Regions from separate parts of the Mus musculus genome. Here all the other regions are linked to region 3. Evidence: chromatin contacts called from public promoter capture Hi-C data. All regions are on one chromosome and are shown on one strand. The core of a region is the stretch at or near the end of the contact, and the rest is flanking DNA. Distances in the headings are between cores, read along the strand shown.

Evidence for each region. Promoter capture Hi-C pulls out the DNA fragments that hold promoters and counts their contacts.
Region 1: a promoter capture Hi-C map of hippocampal neurons shows a contact between it and region 3, with 4 times the contacts expected there. The contact joins the promoter of Dspp here to the promoter of 4930542N06Rik in region 3. A contact is called at or near these places in 1 of 39 promoter capture datasets (hippocampal neurons), 1 of 115 datasets of contacts at active chromatin or transcription factors (embryonic stem cells) and 1 of 9 other capture datasets (embryonic stem cells).
Region 2: a contact with region 3 is called in a promoter capture Hi-C map of pre-B cells, with 2.5 times the contacts expected there. The contact joins the promoter of Barhl2 here to the promoter of 4930542N06Rik in region 3. A contact is called at or near these places in 1 of 39 promoter capture datasets (pre-B cells), 1 of 484 Hi-C or Micro-C datasets (embryonic fibroblasts) and 2 of 115 datasets of contacts at active chromatin or transcription factors (embryonic forebrain and embryonic stem cells).

The regions. Positions count from the first base shown.
Region 1 is chr5:104,169,250-104,172,608 of GRCm38.p6, reverse strand. Dspp (dentin sialophosphoprotein) reads right to left here and starts at 1,906. Exons shown (of 5, transcript NM_010080.3): 1 at 1,841-1,906.
Region 2 is chr5:106,456,100-106,459,518 of GRCm38.p6, reverse strand. Barhl2 (BarH like homeobox 2) reads left to right here and starts at 1,353. Exons shown (of 3, transcript NM_001005477.1): 1 at 1,353-2,293. The coding sequence starts at 1,678. Gm33151 (a long non-coding RNA gene) reads right to left here and starts at 927. Exons shown (of 2, transcript XR_389476.3): 1 at 631-927; 2 at 1-76.
Region 3 is chr5:105,413,520-105,416,849 of GRCm38.p6, reverse strand. 4930542N06Rik (a long non-coding RNA gene) reads left to right here and starts at 1,674. Exons shown (of 2, transcript XR_389449.3): 1 at 1,674-2,598. It overlaps Lrrc8b (leucine rich repeat containing 8 family, member B), which reads right to left and starts at 1,075. Exons shown (of 5, transcript NM_001033550.3): 1 at 938-1,075. Gm32051 (a long non-coding RNA gene) reads right to left here. Exons shown (of 2, transcript XR_389452.2): 2 at 2,928-3,330.

The DNA.
Region 1 (3,359 bases), core at 657-3,156, 1.2 Mb after region 3:
ATCTGTCTACCAAGCCAAGCTTATACTTGAGCTTGGCAACTCTAAACCGAGTGTGAACTGGGGATCCCTGGTCCTGGAAAGGTACCTGCAATAAAGTCCAGACAGACAGACAGACACACACACACACACATATAATTTCTAAACTGAAATCTGACCATCTGAGACTTCCTGTCTCCCACCATCCACCTTCCATCCCTCCTTACACACACACACACACACACACACACACACACACACACACACACACACACACCACATTTCCACTCCAGCACTGACATATATGATACTTGCACCTGTTGGCAAGGCAGGTCAACCATATCAAAGACCCTGGTGGAAATAACCAGTCATTAGAATTGAGGCTCCTTTAAATTGTCCCATTTATTGCCCCACACTAGATGAAATGTATGAATAGCCAGTTAGAATGAATATATCACTCACTAAGAAGACCAGGAAACGCAAAGCCTCATTGTGAGGGCCTTGTTGGAATGCCTGAGGTAGACTTAAACTACCCGAGCTATCTTCACAGCGCTTCTGACAGCCTGCACCCGACCGTGCAAGCCCAAGTCAGACCAAATCCCAGCAAGGAGAGGAAAGCTGGACATGAAGAACAATTAACAATAGGTGGTGGGAAAAAAGGAAAGGCAGTGTTCTCCAAGAATGTAGCCCCTGGTAAGGCAACCAGAACCCAGCAGATGGCCACACAGCTGAGTACATTTGAGGAGCACAAACTGGTGTGCATGGCTCTTGTTTTGTTTCTTTACAAAAAGAGCACAAAGTTGTGTGAGTAAAGAACAAAGGCAGATCTGGGGAGAGCAATCAGAACATACCACACAAATTTCTCAGGGAATGAATAAAAATATTTTAAAGATATTTACAATACAAGTTATCTATTTTTTCTTAAATCAAAACCATTCAAAGTGACCACATTCAAATTTCCACCTCAATTTTTGCCAACTTGAGGCAATATGTCTTTGTTTTCCTAAACCTATTATCATGAAATTTGGAGCTGAAAAATCAGCTTGACAGATCTGTGTGTTTTCTACATAAAACTGTTTGAGCGTCTACTTTTAGAAACTTCACATCACATGCCAGAAAATTACGCTCCCAGATCCTAAGTTGACTCTGAGTCAAGATACTAAGTTTAAATGGAGATTTATTTATTAGGTCCAGTCAGTGAACATCGGAAGATTAATATCAGGCAGATACTGAGCCCTGGGAGGAACCACAATTCTTTTCGCCATAGAGCTTTAATCATAAACACTAGGCAGACCTTGAAATCATGAAGAGCCATGATTAAATCAAACCCCCAAACCCAGCTTATCTCTCAGGAAGAGCTGGTGTTTGGACACTGCATCATCCATGTCTCTGTCTCGAAGAGGAAGACAGTGTGTGATTCTCATTTGTTAAATCCCAACACTCCCAACATTCCAAGGACAAGGCTGTAAAACACCTTTGACTAGGTTTATAGCTCTTAAAAGTATTTTCCTGAATGAAAATAACAAAAATAGAGCTATAGAGAACTATACATAAAACCCTTCAGGTACTGTTTTTTTTTAATTAATACAATTAGAATGTTTGTTTCATCTTAGGTTTTTCCTATAGGAGATAAAGTCTCAACAATATACTGGGGCAAAATCAGTTCTGCTCCCCAGTGATTCGTCGTCTTATCAGATGGTCTCATCAGATGGCTTAGCACCCCTTCCTGAATCACACATTATCTTTAATATATAGTGTAGACCTGAAGAGTTAAAAACTTTATCCCAAGTCACCCTCATCTCTGCAGCTGGAGATTCTCTCAACAGGAGACAGTTGGCTCCTGGCAGGAGGGAGTCCATCTTACCTTCAAAGCCTCCGAGGGGACTTTGAAAATCCAGATTTCCTTATCTCTCTTTCCAGGCTGAGAGTGGCACACTGTCCTGGGCTTTTTGCGTGACAATTTTGTACCTGCTGAAATTTAAATTCAGTTTGATAATTTTCTCAACCAATCACTGCTTAGGATCCCTGATGTGGGGGTTTAAAGAGTCAGTGTGCCTATGAGGCTGTAATAACGCCCCACTCCCTCGCTCGCCGGTACGTTGGCTCACTGAGACCTTTGGTTCCAAAAGGACTAGACTTACTTTCACTTAATTAAATAGCTCCTGGAAGACTGTTTTGTGTCTTAAATATAGATAATCAGTGTGATATATCTGAAAAGAGCCACTTAGACTCTGTCACCCTGCATTTCTCCTCTTGCTTAGGTCGGCAATCTAAGAAAACTCTAGGTTTCTCTAGTAAATACGACTGGCTATTTAAGACCCCTATCATTCCTGAGGTACATATTAAAGTTGGTGCGCTATAATTCAAGCGGCTGTCCGCATGCAACAGTCTTGACACTGCCTAAGGGATCTTTAAAAGAATTTATAAACAGTAACTTCAGGAAACCTTTCTGATTTAATCTAAACACTGACATAAAGGTTTTGGGTTTTTCTTTATAATCTATTAATTTAATACAAACTAAATTTAAAAATAGCTGTTCCAAAGGTGAAACATGGTGTAAGGTATCTATGCGTAAGTACAGAGTGCACACACACACACACCACAGACACAGCTTTCATTCTTTGCTCCACTATATGTGTAAACTATAGAGTACAGAATAGGAAAACAGGCTGTGCTTCCAGAAAGGAAAAAGTACTTGCCTGAACCCATCATTCTCTCGAGCCCTGGATATACAAGATGATCCCTGAGCCATTTCTCTAGCTTATGAGCTCCACACTAGGCAATTGGAGTCTCTGTGTACCAGCTTAGGGATGTGTCCATGTTTTTATGTCACACTACTGAAAGATGTCAAACACATATGATCAGAAATATTAAATCACTATCCAGCAACAGCATCTTCAGAGCTTTATACTGAGAGAATTAAACAACATATTCATGTAGGTAGGGATTGGACAGGTTCCAGTGATAGGAAGGGAGTTTCCTCGAAGCTGCACTTCCATAGTAAACACTTTGCTATTATTTACACTGCATGGTTCTTGGTTCTTTGAGCATCTTAAAGGGCCAATCATATTTAAGAATGCCACTTTCCTCAGGAATTGCCTTCCTCTTCCTAACTTGGTTGTAATAGCAGATTTGAACAGCTCTCCAGACCTGATGGAGAGTTAAGAAGATCTTCGGTGTCTAAACAGAAGTGCTTGATAGCTGTATTAGCACACAACACTCTCCAACTACACAAAGAAACATTTGCTAAGAGCATTTGGGACCTTCACTAAGACAAACATTTAGGGTCAAAACTAAATCTGCTTAAACGTAATGTTTTTGGGTTTTGGTTTTTTGAGATAGGGTATCTCTACCTAGCCCTGCTTGTCCTAGAATTCACTATG
Region 2 (3,419 bases), core at 104-2,603, 1.0 Mb before region 3:
CGACAAGGCGGCGTCACAGTCGCGTTCCAGGTCCCAAATGGATCGGCGGTGACTGTTTCCTTTCCAAAACCAAGGCCTGCCACAGTGGGGAGGGGATGGAAGCATTGGAGGGAGGAGCTGCGGGAGCTCAGGCTGCGGACCAGCCACCCAGTTCCCGCGGCCCCACAGCAGCCTGATGCCGCAGGGAACCACAGCTGCCCGCGCCGCTGGAGAACGCCTCGCCCGGGGTTTTTCCCGGTTCGGGAGAAAGTGCTTGGCCCGGCATTTCTTCCAGCACAGGCTCTGACTGGAGACAAAGCGGGATTTGGAGCCAAAGGCCCGATCCTTCCCGACAGGGGGGTCAAAGATGTAGCCCCCCAGCTCAGTGCCTCTCCTGGATCTGCTACCCGGTTGGACCGAGCTGGAGCGCACCGGCTCCTGTGGGGAGAGTAGAGCTCAGACGTTGCAGGCCCACGCGGAGCTCTGGCTCTGGTGTCACACACTTCCCCGTGGGGTCCCTCAGCACCTCTATCCCCTGCTCCTCGTGTTTCCGCTCTGCTCAAGCGTGCTTGGGAACCGTGCGAGCGGGGCTGCGCTGCAGGCCACCGGGAGCCGCAGGATCCTTTTGCCCTTCGCGGCCTCTCCACTCACCCTCCAATCTGACTTAGCACGGGCACATCTAACGATCCGTACTGCTTCCCCGCTTCCCGCCCGGGGGCTCCCTTCTCCAGTGCCCTTCTGGTCTCTCCCCATCTCCCTGGCCGGGTACTCGTTACAGTGGGTACCACTTGGACCCCTGGAGTAGGCGTTGGGCTCAGGGCTGCGGGCGCACCGAGGTTCGGTTCTCAAAAGAGCAGCGGGGTTCGAGGCGCGCTGCTGACGGGCTGGCCAGGAGCGCGCCCATTGGCTCCCGGCACGCCGGCGTCGCTGGCTGGCGCGCAGCGGCCAATGGGGCGCGGGGCCCGGGCGGCGGGGGCGCGGGCGGGGAGCGGCGGCGGGGGCCGTGACGTCACGGGAGGGGGTCGGCGCCGCCCGCGAGCCCGCGGATGACAAGCCAACGCGCGGGGCAGCGGCGGGAGTCGCCGGGCGCCGCCTGTCCGCGGTCTCCTGCGCCCGCGCTTGCTCCTTCGCTGCTTCTCCTCCTCCCGGGGCGGCGGCGGCCGCGTTCGCTCCGCAACTTTCCAACAAAGTTCAGAAACTCGGCTCCGGGACTGCCGGGTCACGCACGGCGGTCACCTCCGGGACCGCCCGGCCTTAGCGGTCGCTGCACCTGCTCCGGCCGCCGCCGCCGCCGCCCGGGATCGGGCAGTGGGCAGACCCAGGCGGCGGCGGTGGCGGTGCAGGTGGCGGCGGCGGGGTTGCTCCAGCGGCCAGCATCTTAGTCTCGGTGCTGCTCTCCGCTGCCACCGCCCACGTGCGCGGTGGTCCAGCGGAGCGGAGCACACCTTCCCGCTTGTGGCATTTGGGGGCTTTCCCCTCAAATTTTTTTCTCTTTACTTTTTGTATAAGGGGGAAAAGTTGAGTCGAAAGTGCCCACCAATTGTCACCTCCCATTATCCTTCATTCCCTCCCCACTTTTTTTTTTTTTTAAAGCAGTGTCAACGCTTTTTAGTGTCTATTTTGTTTTACGATCGGTAGTTTCCCTTGCTTGGTCCCGGCGGCGGCTGATCCGCGGAGTAGCGTGGACCTCATGTAGAAATGACAGCAATGGAAGGGGCCAGCGGGTCGAGTTTTGGAATAGACACTATTTTGTCCGGTGCCGGTTCCGGGAGCCCCGGCATGATGAACGGGGATTTCCGATCGCTCGGTGAAGCGAGGACAACGGATTTTAGGAGCCAGGCCACCCCGTCACCCTGTTCGGAGATTGATACCGTGGGAACGGCGCCCTCTTCACCGATCTCGGTCACCCTGGAACCCCCGGAGCCGCATCTTGTGACAGACGGACCCCAGCATCACCATCACCTCCACCACAGCCAACAGCCGCCGCCACCATCCGCGGTCCCCGCGCAAAGTTTGCAGCCTTCGCCCCAACAGCAACCGCCGCCGCAGCCGCAGTCAGCAGCCCAGCAGCTGGGCTCGGCCGCCGCGGCCCCCAGGACTTCCACCTCTTCCTTTTTAATTAAGGACATCTTGGGAGACAGCAAACCCCTGGCGGCTTGTGCACCCTACAGCACCAGCGTTTCTTCTCCTCATCACACCCCGAAGCAGGAGAGCAACGCGGCACACGAGAGCTTCAGGCCAAAGCTTGAGCAGGAGGACGGCAAAACCAAGCTGGACAAGAGAGAAGACCCCCAGAGCGACATCAAATGCCACGGTGAGTTGCGCCGGAGCTGCCCGGGTCACTTGAGTGACCGCCGAAGGAGAGGGGCCTAGGCGTGCGATTTAGCGACGCACCTTAAGTTCTGTTGGTTACATTTCTGCCCCACAACCTTTGCGGCCATCCGGCTCCGTTCTTTGTTTTACTTAATTTTAAATGTGCTGGAGGAAGGTGGTAACTGAAGAGATAGGATGGGAGACACTTTTCGTTGAAAACAGAGGCTTACTTGGGATTTTTTTTTTTTCTTCTTTTAGCTGAGACCTTGGGAATGGGAGTGGGAAGGGGTGGAGAGAAGCTGGTAGCCAGTTGTGGTTGTCTAGGTCTGTGATCACAACTTGATGTTTATTTTTGAATGCAATACCACCCCAGTATTTTCCAAATGCCCCCTCCATGTTTTCTAAATGCCGTCACAGGAATTGTCTGATTTAATGTTAGAAAAATTTCCAACATTATTACAGGAGCAATTCATTTTTACTAATTGATGATTAATACAGAAAACAAATCATAGCCTGTTTTTTAAGAACACCCTTCTCACCGATACCCCTCTTCTGGCCCTTTCCAATAACAAATATTTGTGAAAACTAAATTTTATGGAATTTGTTTTTGTAAAATCAAGACAACAATGGAAATTTATCTTTTAATACCCTATTTTCGTCTTGGGCAATTTCAATTTCATAAGTAACTGTTCTTGTCTTTGCATTGCAAAAGATTTTAAAACACCAGGGAGATTTCCCCCATCTTTAGTGGTATTATTATTATTATTATTATTATTATTAATGCTTAATTTTTCTCTGGTAAGGATTGCAATCTAGAAGGTTCCTACCTTCTAGGACATGGGCTCTTCATTTTACTGTTTATAGCATTAGCATAATAGTGCCCCAAACAGATGTACAGTCTGGTCTGGCGATTTCTCGTTCACCAACCTCCCCAGTGGGTCAATTAGAGAGATTATTGTTCTTCCTGCAGGGAAGATCAAGGAGTACTGCACAAACCGGTACAAACGGAGAGGGATTGACATATCGATTTCCTAGCATTTCAGCAAAAAACCAAACTTGACAAATAGAATCCGGAAATTTCTGTGCTGTCACCTGGATGGGCTCAAGTGTTTTTTGAGCTCAGTTCA
Region 3 (3,330 bases), core at 425-2,924:
GAAGCCCCAACCTTGCCTTTGCTAAGCCTGTTGGGGCTACACTCTCAGTCTCTAATTTCTTAACGGACACTGAACAAATTATCTAAATTGGTTTCACATTTACGATATTTTAAACGTTCTCTCTTATTTTTATATAGCAGTTGTTTTTGTTTTGTTTTGTTTTGTTTTTTCCTGTTAAGTTCTCAGACAAGACCAGAATGTATTCAAGAAGTCCATACGCTGGTATTGACTTTTAAATTTAGGTTTGTCCTCTGGGGTGGGGGTGCAAAGGGATCCTAGTGGTAGTTTTTCTAACCACACATCAAAGTCTTCCACAAACACATGACTATAAGCAACCTACGGACTTTGGGAAGTCAGTTGAGGACACGGATTACCGAGCCTCTTCCTTCTGACCTGTCAGCACCTGCAACCTAGGAGGAGGAACCACCGAGTCTTTAAATGGAAATCAGTTGACCCCTTCCAGCTCAAACGCTAAAATCACAGCTGTAGGCCAGTAAATACCCCAGAGCATAAAATGTCGACAGGAGGCTCCAGGGCAGGGGGCAAACGGCGGGGACCTGGTGTGGACCCCCTCGAGCGAGCGCCTTCACTTAAGGGGAGACCAGGGTGGAGAGGGAGGGCCTTTCCCTTCGGGGGCGGGGAGGGGGGTGGTGGATACACAGGTGCGTGTTCAGCCGTAGGGACAACGAAGGCACCGCCTGGGCGCGGCCGCCCCCTCCTCTCGCCCCATCTGACCCCAACATCCAGGAGAGGTGCCCGCAAGGGACCGCGCCCTCCTTCCCCCGGGGGCGTGGGAGCCGGGCGACCGCGGCTTAGCAGGTGACTGTGCCACCTGCCCGCAGCGGGAGACCCAGGTGAGGCGCCGCCAGGTAACAGCACCTGCCCTGCCGCCCCCACCTGCTGCTGCGCTCCCCCTTCCCCCGCCGTCCCCGCCTACCTTCGTGTCGGAGCCCCCAGGCCCGCGCTGCCCGGCCGGCCGGGGCGAGCCGAGCGGCCGGCGCCCGCACTCCGGCGGCTGCGGCTCAGCGGGAAGCCCCGGCGCTGCCCGGCTCGCCGCCCCGGAGCCGCTCCATTGTGACGCGGCGCGCGCGGCCGGCCAATGGGCGCGCGGCGGCGCGAACCGCTGACTAAGTTCGCGCGCGGAGGAGGAGCGGAGCGCGCGGGCTGCGCAGGCTGCGCAGGCGGGAGCCGGGGACGCGCAGCGCCGCCTCCGAGCCGCCCTTACCCGGATCGCTCCGCCACCCGGCCCGAGAGTCCACCCGGCCTTGGGACGAACCGCGGGGGCCGGTGACTCACCCTCCTGCTGCACACAAAGCGCAGCTGCCACCTCCCGGAGCCAACGCCATGCGGCCGCCCGGATGCACTCGCCCAGCCTGGCATCCGCGGTGCATGGCAGCCACACGCCTCGCCAGGAGCTGGGGCTGCATTCCAGAAACCCAGGAGCCGGGCCTTATGGCCGTTCCCCAGGCGCTCCACCCCAGCAGAAGACCCCTGCCTTCTCACGTGTGCACCCCTGAGAAACTTGTTATTGACACAACTTACTCTACCAGGAAGGGTGGGGTGTGCCGCGCAGAGCCTGCCTTAGTGAAGTCCCTTTAACGCTCTTTAAGTCGAGTGACTGGAAAGGTTGTAGGGCCCCTGGGAAGGAGGAGAAACTAAGCAGCTTCTGGGCCTCCAATACCATCTTTTTCTTTCCAGTGTCTTTATCTTCAGCGTGAGGTGACAAGATAGAGGGAGTACACATAATAGTATTTCATTGAGGATGGTCACCTGTCCCCCATCCACATTCTTCTCCTGTTAATGGCCCTGTATTTGAAGAGTAACAGTGTGCCTTGCAAGTTAAGCAAAAATTTAATCCAAATTCAGAACTCTGGGCTATTTAATAGTTCTATCCTCCTCCTCGAATCTTTAACTCCCCCACACCCTCCCTGTTCTGTTTTAAGCTCAGTCTTTGTCCAGGTTATTTCTAGCACAAGGATTCAATTCAGCAAGATTTGTATCTCTTAGTTGCTATGGTGTTCCCATCCCTAGGTAACAAAACACTCCCAGAGGAGTAAAAGAAGACAGCATTTGAGTCACCTGATCAGTTGGGCACCCAATACCTCCACACACTACGAAGGTGTGGAAGACTGCGCTGTATCCAGTAGCGACCAGTCATATCAGAACTCCAGCCCGAACTGCCCTGGAAGTCACTGCTATACCCGGTCCTTGTCCAATTCACTCTGAGTGGCAGTTGCATTGAGTCTGAAGCAAACATTGAAAACACTGTGAGGACTAACGGCTCCACAGCTAAGAGCACAGACTGTTCTTGCAGAAGACCAGAATTCTGTTCACAGCTGCCGACAACTCCAGCTCCAAACGTTCTGACACCCTCTTCTGGCCTCCAAAGGCATCCACACATATATGCACCTACATATATGTGCTCCCACACACATGTGCACCTACATATATGTGCTCCCCCGCACACGTGCACCCACATACGTGGCACACACACTGCACACACACACATCTTTTTTTTTTAATTCTTTCATTTGAACATACAACATATTGTCATTAAATTGTGTGTATGACCTTGTGTACACATTTGTAATTCTAGATGTAAGTATGGCCCTCAAACTGCTTACCACCTGGACAAAGAGGTGTTTGTTTTTTTATTTTCTTGTTAAGATTTGTATTTTTATGTGAGCATACTGTAGCTGTCTTCAGACACACCAGAAGAGGGCATCCAATCCTGTTAGAGATGATTTTGAGCCACCACGTGGTTGTTGGGAATTGAACTCAGGACCTCTGGAAAAGCAGTGTTCTTAACCACTGAACCATCTCTCCAGCCCCCAGACAAAGAGTTTTTTAAGTATCAGTTTGAGGGGGAAAAGTAAGTGCTGTAATAGAATCAGAGTATTCTAACATTATAAGCTGGACGTTTCTGATTTTTTTCTTGGCTTAATGTTTGAGAAGGGACATTTCCTCCTCCAAGACCCTAATAATGTTTTCTGTCACAACAACATGGCTGCTTGTGTGACTTTGGGGAAGTTACTTAACCCTTTGTGTCCTCGTCTCTACAGCCAGAGATTATAAGCTTGGTGGTCAGTTTAAATTCAATGGGGATGCATATTAAAATCGGCTTCCTTGTTTGTAGCTCAACCTATCAATAGGAAGCAACGGAGATCAAGTTCATTCAAAATGTGTTACGTCTGGCAAACCCCACAGATGTAGCTGTTAAATGTGATTGCTGTTAATACATTCCTAATTTTCATCAGCAAATGATGGCAGTTCTTATTACGACAGTTGTAGGAGCCAGATAGAGGACTTTGTACTGCTCTGGAAACTCCT